Regions from separate parts of the Zea mays genome. Here all the other regions are linked to region 3. The links are chromatin contacts, called in public Hi-C maps. All regions are on one chromosome and are shown on one strand. The core of a region is the stretch at or near the end of the contact, and the rest is flanking DNA. Distances in the headings are between cores, read along the strand shown. Region 1 has its middle 37 kb from the start of LOC100279547. Region 2 holds the start of LOC103629696 (probable N-acetyltransferase HLS1). Region 3 holds the start of LOC103631261 (phospholipase D Z).

Evidence for each region. Hi-C and Micro-C count contacts between places; a contact is called where the count stands out from the background.
Region 1: a Hi-C map of ear shows a contact between it and region 3, with 1.6 times the contacts expected there. The contact joins the enhancer-like site here to the promoter of LOC103631261 in region 3. A contact is called at or near these places in 3 of 25 Hi-C or Micro-C datasets (bundle sheath, ear and leaf).
Region 2: a Hi-C map of leaf shows a contact between it and region 3, with 2.8 times the contacts expected there. The contact joins the promoter of LOC103629696 here to the promoter of LOC103631261 in region 3. A contact is called at or near these places in 8 of 25 Hi-C or Micro-C datasets (bundle sheath, ear, leaf and 2 more).

Annotation. Positions count from the first base shown.
Region 1 is chr6:105,534,475-105,537,522 of Zm-B73-REFERENCE-NAM-5.0, reverse strand. No RefSeq gene overlaps it. Among protein-coding and RNA genes, the nearest start is that of LOC100279547, 37 kb to the right of the region's middle. Within about 2 kb of position 1,307, at least 14 of the 20 cell types and tissues checked have an H3K27ac peak or open chromatin away from gene starts, as enhancers often do. A contact at or near this core is called in bundle sheath and ear, where this site is marked.
Region 2 is chr6:105,577,965-105,581,134 of Zm-B73-REFERENCE-NAM-5.0, reverse strand. LOC103629696 (probable N-acetyltransferase HLS1) reads right to left here and starts at 1,843. Exons shown (of 4, transcript XM_008650807.2): 1 at 1,568-1,843; 2 at 1,177-1,355; 3 at 153-947; 4 at 1-151. The coding sequence starts at 1,822. The coding sequence ends at 109.
Region 3 is chr6:105,779,722-105,783,244 of Zm-B73-REFERENCE-NAM-5.0, reverse strand. It overlaps LOC103631261 (phospholipase D Z), which reads right to left and starts at 2,029. Exons shown (of 7, transcript XR_004850231.1): 1 at 1,525-2,029; 2 at 1,120-1,324; 3 at 658-859; 4 at 358-551. LOC103629697 (ubiquitin-NEDD8-like protein RUB2) reads left to right here and starts at 2,499. Exons shown (of 3, transcript XM_008650808.4): 1 at 2,499-2,855. The coding sequence starts at 2,763.

The DNA.
Region 1 (3,048 bases), core at 58-2,557, 240 kb after region 3:
TGAGATGTTTAGCCGCTGGCTCCATCTATTCAATAAACGGGACAAGAATTTGTTAACAGTGGGGGTGTAGTGCAGTTCTTTGGACTCTTTGGAAAATAAGAAACGAAGCTTACTTTGAAGATAAAAGAGTAGTTAATACGTTAGACATCTTTATATTCTGCTGTTTTTGGATGAACTCATGGATTTTATTACAGAAAAAATCGGCAAGAAGGATGCTGGAGGAAAGAAGCAACCATATCAGAAAAATGGCTAGTGATTTCTTCATTCGAGCTCGGGGGTGGTCTCCAGTTGACAGGAGGCTGACACAGTGATTGGATGCGCGGGGATCCTTTTTGGCGAAGATGCTTCTTTCTGATCTTGAACCTAGAGACTCTTATGGTTCTTATATCAGGATGCCAGTCTGTAATAATGTCTTGGTTAAACCCCTTTTCCTGTCTTAGTCGTCTTTTAATGGCGATAGTTTTTGAGTCAGGTATGCTGCAAGCTTTAGCTGGGTTAGATGCTGGGCTTTTGTTGCCGGTGGCAATGCTATGACTAAGACAATATTGGTGTGTGTCTGTGGTTACAGAATATCATGTTTCCTGTTTTTTAATGAAATAGGGGGAGATCCTTTTTCGTCAAAATCGCGTGGTGTTTCATTGTCCAAACCTCTTTTACTTGGAGTCCAAGCAGTCGTGTTTAATTTTACGTACAGGAGGACCACTGCGTAAAATACGATTGAAATGTTTTCTGTGCAAACTAGGTACGGTACTCCATCGATGTATCGTTCAAACAGTTTGAACTTTTAATCGCCACCATGGCGTGAGATGGACGAAAGCGGCGGTGGCCTTAACTTACTGTTGTTAATGAGCCAAAAAAAATAAAAAAAATAGGGCTCTATATGCCTCTATCCATTTGGGGGCCTTGCTTGTGCCTATGCACAGTTCGCACATGCCACTATGCCAGGTGTGTTTTTGGCCGACATGACTTGAGATCGAGAGAGGCAGCAGCACCAGCGCACCACGTAGCTAGGAGTACGCGCGCGGACATCACATCGTCATGCATACGCACACGCGGGCACGGACTTGCACTTGCTGGTGGTGACCAGCAGAGAGACGCCAAGCAGAGCTGCACCGATCCAAACAGTCCAGTCAGCTGCACTACCACGGACTTGCACGGATTTCACGTAGCTTTCGCATGCGTGCACGCCGTCACACATTTAGTACGTTCCTCGCCTGGCGTGACGCACACGGGCATGCACAGTGCGATCCACGCGCGCACACACTGTGATCCTAGCTTTGGCTCCTCCTTTTCATGGTCATGGAGAGCGGGCGCCAATGGAATGGAGTGATGGAATGGAGCCCGGCCGCACCAACAGCTAGCTTTGGCCGGAGCTCTGGCCCCGGTCGATGGGACGTACGCCCGTCTAATCCGTCGGAGCTAGCTAAACTTTGTGAGGGGCACCACCAGCCACTGGTCGTCGTCGTCCGTCCCTTGGCCCCCCGGCCGTCAGTCGCGTCGTCCGGCCGCCGACCTCCTTTTGCGTTGTTTACCTAGACCGAGGCCGGGGGCCGCCGAGTGCAGCAGAAAGCGCGGGAGCTTTTTTTGGCCCTTTCCACGCGCGGCGCCTCACACGCCTTTGGATTTGCACATTTATCCAGTCGCGCATGCATGCATGTGCAAGCGTACTACGTCTTTCCATTCGGTCTAATCTAACTAACCGGGCAATTTAATTACTACATGTAATGTAATGTAGTCAGTCGTGTGCAAGCTCTGGAGGGATCAACACATGAACAAAGCAAACAATAGCTCACTTTACCCTCTTTTCCTATTTACTACTCTTATATATGCTTGTTCTTTATGACTGCTACATGATTGGTGAATCGACGACGACGACGAAGAAGAATTAAGCTCTAGAGCGCGCGGCTATAACCGCTGCATGCATGGTCCTTGGATATGTCCAACAATTAATCAACCCCCCCCCCCCCCCCCCCCCCCCTCCCCCACGAGCTTGATCTTATATATGCTATGGGATAATATCTCGAAAGGTGCAGATTTTATTTGGCGTGTTATAGTATTAAACTGACGCTCAACAACAAAAGGTGCTCACCTTTAGTCCAAAAGAGAACCATCAGTACTAAACACAACAACCTCTCTCTAGCTCGCCACCACCTCTCAACCTCTTGCGTTTAGAAACGTGTCCAACAACACTGAAAGTGCACGCCGTGTACCTTTAGTTCATTTGCATATATATGAGTGCACATAACATGCATATAGTATTATATTTGCATCACTATTAATCTATCATGCATGCATCCCCAACAAGTAATAACGCGAGAGCAAGCAAGCTAGTAGCTGCGCCGGTAAGAACGTACGGCTACCCTACCCTCTCTCAAAAGGGCCAAAAAAAAATAAAGGAATCACGTACCAACGCCACTGGGCGTGCTAGCTCCTCGCTTTGGATCGGAGCTTACTAATCTGTAGAGTATCTCGATCGGTGGATTAGTTTGCTAGCTAGCTACTGGGGTACGTTAAAATGGCTAATCATGCATAGGGGTCGATCTAGGGGAATCACTCATATGCAATTGCGTGTGTCCCAGTTGCTTATTAACTAATTCCTTCGGCTCTAGTCAAAGATATTGATGCCGAAAAATTAAAGGCATCGACGACAAAATGTGATTTAGAGATGGTGCATATATATATATATGCATGCATGGAACAAATTAAAAATGATGAGACTGAAAGGCTACGACGGTTGCATATGCTTAGCTAGCTTAGTTTTTTTTACAAAGAATTTGGCGAAAAGTTAATCGGATGCTAGCCGGCCGGATAGGATTTGCTGACCACCACCACTTGCTATATATATAGGGGCGTGCAGTGTTTAGCATAGCTTTATTTTAGCTCTGAGATCTATGTTTGGATCTATATAGTCAAAGAGGCTAATTAAAGTAGTTTACATATTTTTTGTTATTTGATCTAAACTATAATTAAAAATGACTCATTCAACTATATTTAACATACATATGCACCTCCAAATCAATGATTTCCTTAAGCTCCACTAAACAGGAC
Region 2 (3,170 bases), core at 594-3,093, 200 kb after region 3:
CGGTACCATGTATGTACACGTGTGTAGATGTCAAAACTTGGCAGAAGCGAGGTGGTTAGCCCTCTGCCTACACCTGACATGCAAGGCTCGGTCCGTGCCACGGCTACGTCAGAACTCGCGGGGATCGACGAACAGGACAGTTCCGGACGGCCGGCGCCGGCCAGCCATCCTCGTCGTCGGCATTGTTGAGGTTCTTGATGCACCAGACGTCCTCGTCGCAGGAGAAGCGGCGCCACCTCGGAACGGCAGCGGCGGCCGGGTCGTCGGGCGCAACGTCGGCGGCGACGACGGCGCAGGCCGGGTTGTTGCGGGCCACGTTGTGAGCGTGGTGGCAGAGGGAGCGGAGCAGGGCGGGGCCCGCGGGGCCGGACATGCGGAGGCCGTAGAGGAGGTAGGCGCCGAAGGGGCGGAAGATGTCCGGGACGGAGGGGACGCGCATCCACGGCGCGCCACGGTCGAGCGCCCTGAGCGCGGCGAGCGACGCGCGGAGCAGCGCGCGCGCGCCGCGCACGCGGAGGCGCATGGAGCGGGTGGAGTCCCAGACGCTGAGCACGGCGAAGGACGGGGGCGCGGACTGGTCCGGCTCCGGCGGGCCGCTCTCGACGGCCACGAACGTGCCCAGCGTGAGCTTGTGGGCCAGCAGCGCCGGCATGTCGGCGGGGAGGAACTCCGTGGCCTGCGGCGGGGACAGGCGCGCGTAGGCCGCGGCCGCCAGCGGCGGCGGCAGCTGGAACACGCGGTGCGCGCTCGGGATGGGCAGGCGGTGCGCGTGCACCGGCCTTCCCAGCAACTCCGGCCGCCGGAACGGTGTGTACCCGAACCGGCCCGTGAACAGCGCCAGTGACGCCGCGTTGGACGTGGTCGTCGCCATCGTCGCGTGCGCCGCACCGCGCTCACGGCACCACTCCTCCGCGCGCTCCACCAGCGCCGTCGCGATCCCCAGCCGCCTGCAAGAAAGCGCAATTAGCGTCAGCACACAGCCGTTCAAACCATGATGCGGCGGCGGCGGCGCCTCGAGAACCGTGCCTGCGCCTGCAGTGGATCTCCGGCCAACCAGCCAGAACGCAGGGCCCCTCTCGAAAAGCCCACTCGGCGCCTCCGTGTGTGCATGCATCCGCATGTGGTGAAAACTGAAAGAAAAAAAAGAACTCAAGTGGCACAGCTGTACGCCCGTACCTGTGAGACGGAGAGACCCTGAGACCGAGGAGGCAGGCCACCTTCACGTACGCCGGCGGCGACGGCTCCTCCTTCGTGGAGGAAGAAGGTTTCTGTTTCTTGCCGCCGCCTCTGCTCACCACCCTAACGCAGGCCTTGATGAGCCCGACCATCTCCGCCGCCTCGCCGTACTCGGCAACCTGGGCATTGCAAATTCATCAGCCAACCTCCAACGTACAGAATAATCTGATGAATCGTCACTGTCGAATGCATCTTTCATTCGTGCACATCAATTATCAGTAACAAACCGATCTGCACCTCCAGTTCGAACCTCAAACCGTATTACCACAGCGATCGAATCGGTGTGCCAAACAAACAGAATTGTTCTTCTTTTAGTTAGGCCGCCACTTACCAGCATGACGTGCTCCGGCGCGTGGCGGACCCTCGCCAGCGGGTCGCCGACCTGCTCGACGCAGAGCGACATGCCCTTCTTCTTTCTCTTTGTCTTCTTCCTCATCTTGCTGCCGCCAGTACTGCCGTCGTCGGCTGCGGTGTCGTCACCGCACAGGCCGACCTGGCACCGGCGCTCGAGCTCCTCGACCGCCGCCAGGTCGCTCTCCATGTCGAACTCCCTCACCCTAAACGACACCTTCTTCTCTCCATCCATGACGCTGACCTCAAACGACACCTTCTCTCCATCCACATCCACGACGAGGAGGGCGTGCGGGGAATTTATACAGGTAGCTAGTAGGCTTGGCTGACAGGGAGAGACGAGCGGGAGGGAGGGGTATTGTGGGGTCGTGGCAAAATAGTAATATTCCACTACCAGTGATGCAATTATGGCTACGCAAAAAAAAAAACTAGTAACCCATAATTCGAACCCGGAATACCCGAACCTAAATCGAAAATACAGGAAACCCGAATTTTATTCAAGAATTTTGAGTAGCAACTTGCGAAACCTGAATTTATTTTGGGTAATTCAGATATCATAATCCGGTAGCCAAAATACTCGAGTTACCCAAAATTTTATGTGTCATATACACTCATGACATTCTTAATTATTATTTTATGCATCTTTAATTATATGTAAATATGCATAAGGACAAACGGGCCGCCTGACCCGGCTCGGTGAAGCCCGACCCGTAGGCACGGTTAGAAAACCGGGTCGGGCCGTCTAAGCCCGCGGGCTCGATTTTCTGTCCGAGCCCGGCCCACAGCGGGCCTAAACGGGTCGGGCCAACCCGTTTAGCACGGAAAAAGTGTCCCGAAAAGTGGTTTAAGCGGGCTTAACGGATCAGATAAACACGTTTTAGTGCAAAAAAGCGGGCTTAACGGACTTAGAGGTAAACGGGTCGTGTCGGGCTAGCCCACCGTGCCTAGTTTCCTGTCCGAGCCCGGCCCGCTTATTCGTGACGGGCCGGCCCAGGCCCACATAGAACCGGACCGTGCCGGGCTCGTGTCGGGCCCAAACAGTGGGCTTCGTGCCGGGCTCGCGGGCCTCGTGCTTATTGGCCATCTATATGCATAACTTGTGATTGTAGATTTTCTATGTTTTTTATGTCCATGTATATCATTATTCAAACTATATTTTTTATACTAATTTAATAGATTGCACGTATTTTTACGAAGCTAATTAACTAACACAACATTTCGAGTAGTTCTGAAATATCCAAACCTGAAATTTCGGGTACCCAAATTTTTGGGTATTATAAAACCCGTTGTAAATTCGGATATCGATTCTCAAGAATCAAAATTTAAATTATCCGAATTATCTGATCCGAAATTTTCGGAGGAACGTCCACCCTAGATGCAATGCCCATTGAAGCGCAAGGACGGAGGACAAAGAACAGGCGGCTTTTGTGTACATAGTCTATCCATCTTGGATTTGAATAGTATGGAGAATGTAGCTGATTTAACTGCCTGTGTTAGTTTATTCAGATAAAGCCTAAACTAGCTGAATGGAAGTGGGCCCAGTAAGTGGTCAAGAGACTATATAGTTCATAACTGATCATACA
Region 3 (3,523 bases), core at 780-3,279:
CCATGCTTGAATATTTTTAAGGCATTTGACGGAGCCACAAGACAGGATTTAATAAGTAATTAGCAGCCACTGAATCATTATAAAGATGAGTGACAAAGGTATAAAGGATCGTATGTACCGAGCATTTTCAGAATCGAAGATGGATCAGCACTAAGATAAATGCAGACAATATAGGTTAATGGATAGGTTGTACATAATTTATTTCCCATCTATGTACCAGCCATTTTTTTTCCTTCAAAATTGTGTGCTTAGATTGTACATAATTTATTGCCATCTATGTACCAGCCATTTTTCCCCTTCAAATTTGTGCACTAAGTAGTAGATCGCTGCATGTGACCTGCAGAGGGAGATGCAAACCTGCATCTTTCTTTGGGCTGTAGGAAATGAGACCAGCATGGAACCTTTCTAGAAACTTGCCACTGCGTATCCCAGGCTTGTTTGGTGTAAAAAGTTGAGTTGAGGGTTGAAAGCGTCCACAGGTTTTGAAAATAGACCTCCACAGTTTTTGCTATCTGTGGGCAACCAGCAAAATAAATCCCAAGCTCCTTAACCTGCAATGCATGTAAAAGTAGTGCCACACAGGTTTACCAAATTGTTTTTTTTTCTCAACACCATACTGCAAATTTAGCAGAGCCTGTTTTTTTTTGTCGGATATACCTGAGTAAGGGATTTCCAGTCGTTGTTTGCGGAACCTATATACACATCCTTCTTATCTGATATCCAGACCTTTGCGTGCACAACACCAGATCCCCACCAGTCCTCGAAAAGAACGGTTGCGTTCTCAACATTTGGTCTTCCTGCAGCCAGGTCTGCGCTCTCTTGGTCAAAATCAGGAGCAAATCCAGAGTGCTGGACAATCCTGAAATGATACCACAGCTTGTCAATAGAGAAACGAAATCTCTACATGGACACACTGTTTAGTTATTTATAAATGTTTTGCTTGTTTGCTTTATCACTTCTCTTCTTTGTGATTCAATTGTGACACCAGTTTTTCTGTTGGCCGATAACTATATGTCAATGTTCCAACATACTCTACTACTATTCCAATCATCCTATGGTTAAGTAATAATCACCAACATTATAGAAACTGACAGTTCAAGTATGATACTCGATACTTGCCTGATTTTGATCTTACGGTCTGCAGCATTTTCCAGTGCCTTGTAAACCCGGCGGCCCTCATCGGCCCCGAATCTCCTCATGTCACTCTCGGAAAACCCGTAGTCCCCCGATTTCGGATTGTTCGGCTGGGGCAAGAACTGCCAGTACTGCGCAAGGATGTCCAGACTCTTCGTTGCATTCCCCGAGAGCCACTGGAGCACATCTCCTGAGGTCAGGACCCACAGAAATCAGCAGCCCAATGGATGGATATACGTAGTGACGGCTGCAAGAAGCATTAGTAATTTCACAAACCCACTACCACCATCACCAGCTATGTATCACCAATTCAGCATACGCCTACTCCCCATTCCCCAAACTGGCAAACCCCCATAGACGAGAGAGAGAGAGAGAGAGAGAGAGACGAACCCGTGGATAGGACCCCGGGGATGCGGCTCAGGTGCGGCATGTCCGTGGGGATGGACTGCACCAACCACGCCTTGCAGGTGTCCGCGCCGGCGTCCGCCAACGGCGCCCCCCGCAGCGCGGCGGCAGCGACGACGAGGAGGAGGAGCCGGCGGCGATGGAGGGAGGAGGGCATGGCTGGTATCGTCAGCCCAACTATGAGGGAGAGTGTGAAGTCGTGTGCAAGTGAACTCGAATCGGAGGGTCAAACCTGTTTATGTGATCAGTAATCATGCATGCCGCACGCCAAATTTTAAAATGACAATTACACCTGCCAAATTTAAATGGACAGATCAAAGATCCACCAGGTCAACGCACTGCGCCTGCACGGCTGTACCGGTTGATATATTTTGACAAGGTAACGGAGAAACGAAACGCGCCGCCATGGGCGGTGGATCCGTGGCCGAAGATGCCGCCTCCATTGCTCCGATTTTTTCGCTCCGTTCAAACGTGACGGATGTCCACTGTTCAGGCCAAGCATATTCTCTTCGTATGGATTGGATAGAGTGGGACCATTCGTTCAGCTTTCTCCGTCTACAGTACACTCCAGCCTACTATTACTACTACTATATTTGAGTGCAAGCAAATCTGTTCTTTTGTTTCCCCTACAAACCAGTGGACAAGCACCTGCGATATAGACTAGTACACTTAGGTGTATGGCTATTTAAAGTAATTGTATAATTAGAATAAAAGATATATGTATTTTTCTATAGTGAGTAATTGATATACATAGAAATAGAAACAAGTAGGATAGGGTTTGTTGAAATTGAGCGGGGTGATTTTACATCAGGCATGATCAGCCTAGTCTGCGATACCATTCGAAATTCCGGACAGCTGGGCCAATACAAGGCCCAAATAAGTCTTGTTTTACGGTCCACTACATCTGGCAGCCACGTGCCCATGACAGCTGAAAGGCACTCCCCCGAGTCCCCTGGCTTCGAATCGGAGATGGCACTGGGGCCCACATGCAGCGGCCGCAACCTGACACGGAGGACCTCGATGCGAACATGAACACCTCCAGGTGCAAATATGCAAAACAACCACACGCCCTCTTCGCTTCCTCATTCCTCAATCATCATATTCTTCTTTAATCAACACTGCGAGAGCCTCCCTCCTCGTTCGGTTCGGACTTTTGCTTCGGCGACTTCACGCGGTAGGCCACCGTAAACCCTAGCCCCAGACCGCGGGTCGTAGCCAACGAGATGCAGCTCTTCATCTTGACGCTGACGGGGAAGACCATCACGGTCGAGGTCGAGAGCAGCGACACCATCGATAATGTCAAGGCCAAGATCCAGGTCTGCCACCCCTCCCCTCCCCCTTGTTCACCTCTACGACTCCCGATTCGTAGCCGAATTGTGTCCTTCGTGATCGGTGATAACATCGGAGTAGTCGTGTTGATTGCTTCATCGATTTGGTAGTTCCTTTAGTGCGGTTCTTACCCTTTGCGGGGAAATAGATCTTGGGATAGTGTCTATTGGCTGAAGTATGAAGATTCTCCTCATAACTGGCGCTTATGGTAATTTTTTGCTGGTTGGTATCGTGCCGTGTACTGTCGACACTTAAGCCTTATTCGTTGTGATGAACAAACAAATTTAGGAAATTTAGTACCTATAAACTGTTATGTGGTTATGGAAGATGTAATATTTCCACAAGCACCTAGCATAGAATTCTTTTCATAATAAGAATGTAAAGAGTTGACCCCATACTAATACTGAGTATCACTATTTATGGCTTTTACTCCCTCATTGCCAAATTGTAAGTCGTTTTGAGTAGCACAAACTATGCACCTAGATCCTAGAAAAACCAAAACAAATTACAATTTGGAATGGAGGCCTCCATATTGCATCATGGTTGCTACTTAATTAAAGGCCAAGCCATCTTTTTTTGTAATACTTCGTTTTGTATACTATGTGACTTAGTTTAGGAAAACCATGACTTTGATCTTACTTGTAACCCGGTCCCA